2 separate regions of the Hordeum vulgare genome follow, and region 2 is linked to region 1. The links are chromatin contacts, called in public Hi-C maps. All regions are on one chromosome and are shown on one strand. The core of a region is the stretch at or near the end of the contact, and the rest is flanking DNA. Distances in the headings are between cores, read along the strand shown. Region 1 holds the start of LOC123445039. Region 2 holds the start of LOC123442023 (phospholipase A1 EG1, chloroplastic/mitochondrial-like).

Region 1 (3,115 bases), core at 349-2,848:
ATATCTTTCTCCAAGCTTCCTGAACTACCAACCTGCAGATATTACATTCATGTAAAGCAAAAAATTCAAAAACATCTGGGCACTAACTAAATTGCAGCATGCATTAGCTACCACATAATTAAAGACACCAGAACATATGATGATTGTTAAGTTATAAGGAAATTTAATTATAAAAGAGCACCAGAAAAGTGAAATCATTAAAAACATGCATAATTATGTTATGCAGTATCTAACATGGCATCCTTGCTCCTCACACAAATTGAAGAATTTTAATATTTAACTGTAAAGTGATGCTGTTATGATCTTTAGGGATATCGTAAATGTATAACTTGCTGGAATACCGTTTGCTAAGGTAATGCATGTTGGGCGTTTGCACTTGGGAGGACTTGAGACGCAACTGCCAAGGGATATATCATGTTTCATATCACAAGAAACATGAGCTCAAATAATAACATCGTCTAGCCTAGCAGCATTGGTGAACTACAACACTGGATCAGTGAACAAGTCATTAGGTACAAGTAGATAAGTTCTCCACAGAGAATGTAACTTATTAAAAGGTGGATGCTTGCTTTCAGCCTCACAAAAGCCCACTACTGTTTGACAAACTACCAAAAATGAGATGCCTGTCAGAATTTAGAATGCTGCCATATTTTGAGTCATTGATAAAACACATGCTATTTTACATACTGCAAACAATATGCAACGTGTTCACTTGTTATGTTCACGGCTATTGTCACTAAACACGATCAGTTTATGAATCAGCGAAAACATCACTCTACCACCATCGGAAGAAATGCAAAATTAAATAACAAGCATCATCGATGGAATCAATTGATGTATTGTCTACAACTTTTAACTGCAAGGACTACACTTTGCCCATCGGATGGGTCAAGCTTGAACGAGTATGCTTTGCATTATTTAAGGAAGGAATTAAGATTATGAGTTCTGGTCTGACTTTGCATCATGGTCTGGACAAGATTTAATCTAACTAGCACATTACTCAGGAGCAAATGCAGAGACGGTATGTTCCATCTTGCTATACTTTTCTGCCTGAACGAATCTTCAATCGCCCCATTGCACAAATATTGTTTCAGTGACAAAAGGATAAATCAGGGATCCGAAGTTCTGAACAACCAGAATGCACTTAGTAAAACAAAGCACAGCATACCTGTCCAAGCAACTCAATCAGCAATTCCTCACAGGAGCGGGAGGCATCAACCCTAAGCGTCCCGGACTCGACCTCCGCCACCGCCGGCGTCGCGGCGACCTCGCCCTCGCCCGGGGCGGCGAGGGAGACGACCTCCCGCAGGCATCGAAGCGCAACCCTATCCCGCGTAGCCTCCGGCGCGCCCGCGAGGGACTCCGGCAAGACGCCCACCAGCGCTGCGGAGCACCGATAACCCTAGGTGAGATCAACGAAAGGGCCGACGCGAACGGCATACGCAGAGGGCCCTCTCACGGTACTGACACTACCTTTGACGAAGGAGAAGTCGAGGGCCTCGTCGCCGGCGAGGGCGTCGGCCGCCCAGCGGGCGGCGAAGCGGCAGGGGGGGGCGGAGGCGGAGGGGCCCGGCATTGACAGACCCGGAGGAGTTTGAGCCTTTGAGGAGCGAAACTGGAAAAACAGAAAACTAAAATGCGCCACTTCCGGATCAGAAGCAGCGCGGCGTCGCACTCGCACCCGGCCGCGGCATGGATTGGGCTGTCATTTCGTTACCTCTCGGACTAGCAGCGTGAGATTTCCCCAGGCCCGGCCTACAGCCTTTTAGGCTGGGCCCAAACAATTCCGCACAGCGCAGGCAGACACTTTTGATTTGTTTATTAATATTTCTATAAAAAAGTTAACTATTTTTTTTCAAGAATACGCCAATGCTTATCATATTTTATCGAAGCCAGAAAAAGCATTTACAAGACCGGAACATGGATGCGAACGTCCTGTTTGGTTTACTCCACACTACACCTAACAAATAAACGAAAGCTACTATCTCACAAATGGGTATAAGGCTCCGATACCCAATCCCGCCATCCGTCATTCTTTGCTTCCCGCGAGCACCTGCAAAGTGAGTTGATGAGGGGTCCTATGTTCTTGCGTTCTGTTAAATACTCTCGCGTTTCTTTGCTTCCAAATTGCCCACGCCGTCCCAATGACAAAGGAGTCAAAGCCTGAGGGCACTCTGCGTGAGAAACCATTCCTCTTGTCGAGCCACGAGTCAATGAACTTGTTGCTCGAGGTGATTGAACAAGAGGTGCAGAAATTAAGGCTTTCTTAAGTATTTCAAAGGCTTCTACACAACCATCATAAAAAACAAATGAAATATCTTTTTGAAGAAGATTATTTAATGGTCAAGAAATCTTTAATGAAACGCCTATAGAAACGAGCATGACCAATAAAACTCCTTATACCTTTAGCGTCTTGGGGACATGCATTTTCTCGATTGCATCAACCTTAGATTTGCCAACCTCAATACCTCGTTCAGAAATCTTATGCCCAAGTATTATACCTTCATTCATCATAAAGTGACGCTTCTCCCAATTCAAGACAACATTAGTTTCTTCACATTTCTGCAAAAATCGATCAAGGTTACTCAAGCAATCATAAAAAAAGTCTCGTAAACAGAAAAATCTTCCATGAACACCTCAACAATCTTTTCACAAAAGTCAAAGAATATAACAGTCATACATCTTTGAAAGATGGCACGTGCATTGCATAAACCAAAAGCCATACGTCTATAAGCATAAGTTTCAAAAGGGCATGTGAAAGTAGTTTTCTCTCGGTCTTCTTTTGACACGGGTATTTGAAAGAAACGAGAATATCCATTAAGAAAAAATTTGTAGGCTTAGATAATATTTCTAACATTTGATCAACAAAAAGCAAGGGGTAATGATCTTTTCTAGTAGCTTTGTTTAATTTCTAGAAATTAATGACCATCCTATAACCAGTTACAATTCTTCGAGGAATAAGATCATTTTTATCATTAGGAACAACAGTTATACCTTCTTTCTAACGAAAACAATGAACATGATTTACACATCTACTATTAGCAACAGGATAAGTTATACCTGCCTTCTGAAGCTTTAGTATTTCAGTTCTTATCACTTCCTTCATCTTAGGATT
Region 2 (3,115 bases), core at 352-2,851, 230 kb before region 1:
TCACGGTTGGCCGCTAAACGTCCCCTCCCGCGGCATTAATCCCCTCGCATTAGCGAGCGATGTCGTCGCGGCCTCAAAGATCAAACCTTTTGCAGCGCGGGAGGACGGAGGACCTCGCTAACGCTAAGCATGGGCGGCCAACCGCTAATCAAACCCGAAAGCGCGGCCGCCGGGCGTGGACTCCGTTCGCCCACGTAGCCCCCGCGACGACCTCAACCGGCGCCCTTAATTGCGCCATTAATCGCCGAGGGACGGGCGACCGATCGACCCAAGCTTTTCGGCATCAATTCTCTCCGCCTCCGCTCCGCTCCGCCGTGGCGTAGGCTGTACTGCTGGTCTCGGTCTGGCCCCCCTACGACGACCTTGGGCGCGGGTTGATTTACGCAAGGAATGATCAATGATGGATGGCAATGGCATGGTGACGGTGGCGCGGCGCACGTCCTCGCCGCCGTGCTGCACTCAACTGTGTCCCCGCTCCTGCGGTGCCCGCAGGAGTTCTGATCCAAGACTCCATTGGTGTATGCATATCAGCATTTGGAGCAGCGGGATTGGCTAACCTAGCAGTTCTTGTCAGCTTGCGCGGTTAAGCTGTCTGGACTCTGGACTGGTTGCGTCCTCACTCTCTTTTCCAGGAGCTGATGGTTAACTGTAATTGGTCATTGGTCTGCAATTGAGGTGAATGTGCTACTCTAGCTAGCATCTCACTGACCAACAGAGTCTCTTCTCCGAAAGAAAGAAGAAAGAACCACCCCTTCAGTTCAGTTCAGGCTTGACCTAGGGAGGGAGGTAGGGGAGCTGAATGCCGCTCTGCTTCCACTGAGGCAGCAGCATATACATCTACCTGCCTGAAAACCTGGTACGGGCTCAATATTTTTATGTGATCCTGAGAGAAACCAAGGCCAGGCAGGATCCAACCAATCCGAGATTCCGTTCCTCCCGATCACGACTCATGAGTTGAATAATATGCATACGATTATGATTATGACCGTGTATGTACGCATCTATCTGTCTGCCCATCCATCCATCAATCCCCCAGCACCAATCCCAACTCAAAGTGCTCCGTCCAATTGTCCGAACCGTCCGTCCAGCGGTCAATCGCTCGCCAAACAATCTCCGACGGGTGAAAACGATCTTTCCACGGCGGTCAAAAACTCCCCCCCCCCCCCCCCCCCCGCGAGACGAGAATTACGTGCGCGTTCCAATCACCGGCAGCCGTCGTCGTCGTCGTCGTCGTCGCAGTACTTCTCGATTTCTCTTTCGGGTTTCTGCCGGTCGATCGAGGTGCGGTGTGGTTGCGCGGCTGTCATGGCCAAGTTGGTTATTATTCCGAAAAGGGGCGCGGCGGCAGCGGCTGTGGCAGCTTCCCCCGTTCCTGAGTGACTGGCTTGGAGACTCAGCACTGTACCGACGCACAGCGCGGATTGGGACATGCGTGCAAGCCACCGCAAGCCGAGGTGTCCCGCGGACCCTTTATATGCCCTCCCGCGCGCGCGCCCCATGCACCATCATCCTCGTCGCTGCCATTCTCCTCCCCCCCTCTCCCTCGCTCTCTATGGTCTTCGCGTTCCCACCGCCTCGATCGCAGCGCACCTGCTAGCTCATGGCCTTCGCGCCCGCCACCGCAAACGCCACCTCCTCGATTGCAGCAATGGCGCTCAAGCCGCAATGCGCCACGCTCTACGGCGCCGGGAGCCAGCCGATGAGCCGGGCCGCGCGGTGCAGAGCGGCCGCGGCCTTGACGGCGGAGGGCTGCGCATCCACGTCGGCGATCGCGGCCGTGCCGGTGGCGGCGGCGAGACGCGGCCCGCGGAGGACGGCGTCCGTCGCGGGCATGTGGCGGCAGCTTCAGGGGTGCGACGACTGGGAGGAGCTGCTCGGGATCGATGGACCGGCGCCCGCTCTGCGGAGCGAGGTGGCGCGGTACGGCGAGCTGGTGGACGCCTGCTACAAGGCATTCGACCTCGACCGGGCCTCGCGCCGGTACCTCAACTGCAAGTACGGCAAGGAGCGGATGCTGGAGGAGGTGGGCATGGCCGGCGCCGGGTACGAGGTGACCAAGTACATCTACGCGGCGCCGGACGTGATGACCGTGCCCACCATGGAGGCCTCCACCAGCGGGCGCGGGAGGTGGATCGGCTACGTGGCGGTGTCCACGGACGAGATGACCCGGCGGCTCGGGCGGCGGGACGTGCTCGTGTCGTTCCGCGGCACCGTCACCCCCGCCGAGTGGATGGCCAACTTCATGAGCTCCCTCGAGCCGGCGCGGCTCGACCCCTGCGACCCGCGCCCGGACGTCATGGTCGAGTCCGGCTTCCTCAGCCTCTACACCTCCGCCGATAAGACGTGCCGATTCGGCGGCGCCGGCAGCTGCCGGGAGCAGCTCCTCCGCGAGGTCTCCCGCCTCGTCGACGCGCACTCGGGCAAGAAGGGCGAGGACGTGAGCGTGACCCTCGCCGGGCACAGCATGGGCAGCGCCCTCGCGCTGCTCCTGGCCTACGACCTCGCGGAGCTGGGCCTGAACCGCGCCGCGCCGGTGACCGTCTTCTCCTTCGGCGGGCCGAGGGTGGGCAACGCGGCGTTCAAGGCGCGGTGCGACGAGCTGGGCGTGAAGGCGCTCCGCGTGGCCAACGTCCACGACCCGATCACCAAGCTCCCCGGCATCCTCCTGAACGAGGCCACGACGGGGGTGCTCCGCCCGTGGCGCGCGTCCTGCTACACCCACGTCGGCGTGGAGCTGCCGCTCGACTACTTCAGCGCCCGCGACCCAGCCGCCGTGCACGACCTCGGCACCTACATCGCATTGCTGAAGAAGCCTCCGGCGGCGGCCGCCGAGGCAGCGGGCGAGGGCGGCGGCGGCGTGGTCGGCAAGGTGATGGAGTTCGTGGGGCGGCAGCGCGCCGGCGCATTGCAGTGGCAGTACGCGGCCCTGCAGATGGGCGGGCTCGTCCAGACCCTGGGGCTGATCTGAGCCAGACGGCCTGGCCCCTCAACTGTGATTATTATACCACTACTAGGAATTAACCCCTGATTTAACTGGCCGGCTTACTGATCCTCGTCGAAGATATTTCTAGTTCGAGAGCTTCAAGGTCATCCATCCATCATAGCTTCTCCCTCT

The links. A called contact is a pair of places that touch in the nucleus more often than the background predicts.
Region 2: a Hi-C map of leaf shows a contact between it and region 1, with 4 times the contacts expected there. The contact joins the promoter of LOC123442023 here to the promoter of LOC123445039 in region 1. A contact is called at or near these places in 5 of 6 Hi-C or Micro-C datasets (leaf and seedling) and 1 of 1 datasets of contacts at active chromatin or transcription factors (embryo).

The regions. Positions count from the first base shown.
Region 1 is chr3H:558,458,434-558,461,548 of MorexV3_pseudomolecules_assembly, reverse strand. It overlaps LOC123445039, which reads right to left and starts at 1,598. Exons shown (of 6, transcript XM_045121955.1): 1 at 1,474-1,598; 2 at 1,169-1,383; 3 at 1-32. The coding sequence starts at 1,576.
Region 2 is chr3H:558,690,960-558,694,074 of MorexV3_pseudomolecules_assembly, reverse strand. LOC123442023 (phospholipase A1 EG1, chloroplastic/mitochondrial-like) reads left to right here and starts at 1,601. Exons shown (of 1, transcript XM_045118151.1): 1 at 1,601-2,968. The coding sequence starts at 1,601. The coding sequence ends at 2,968.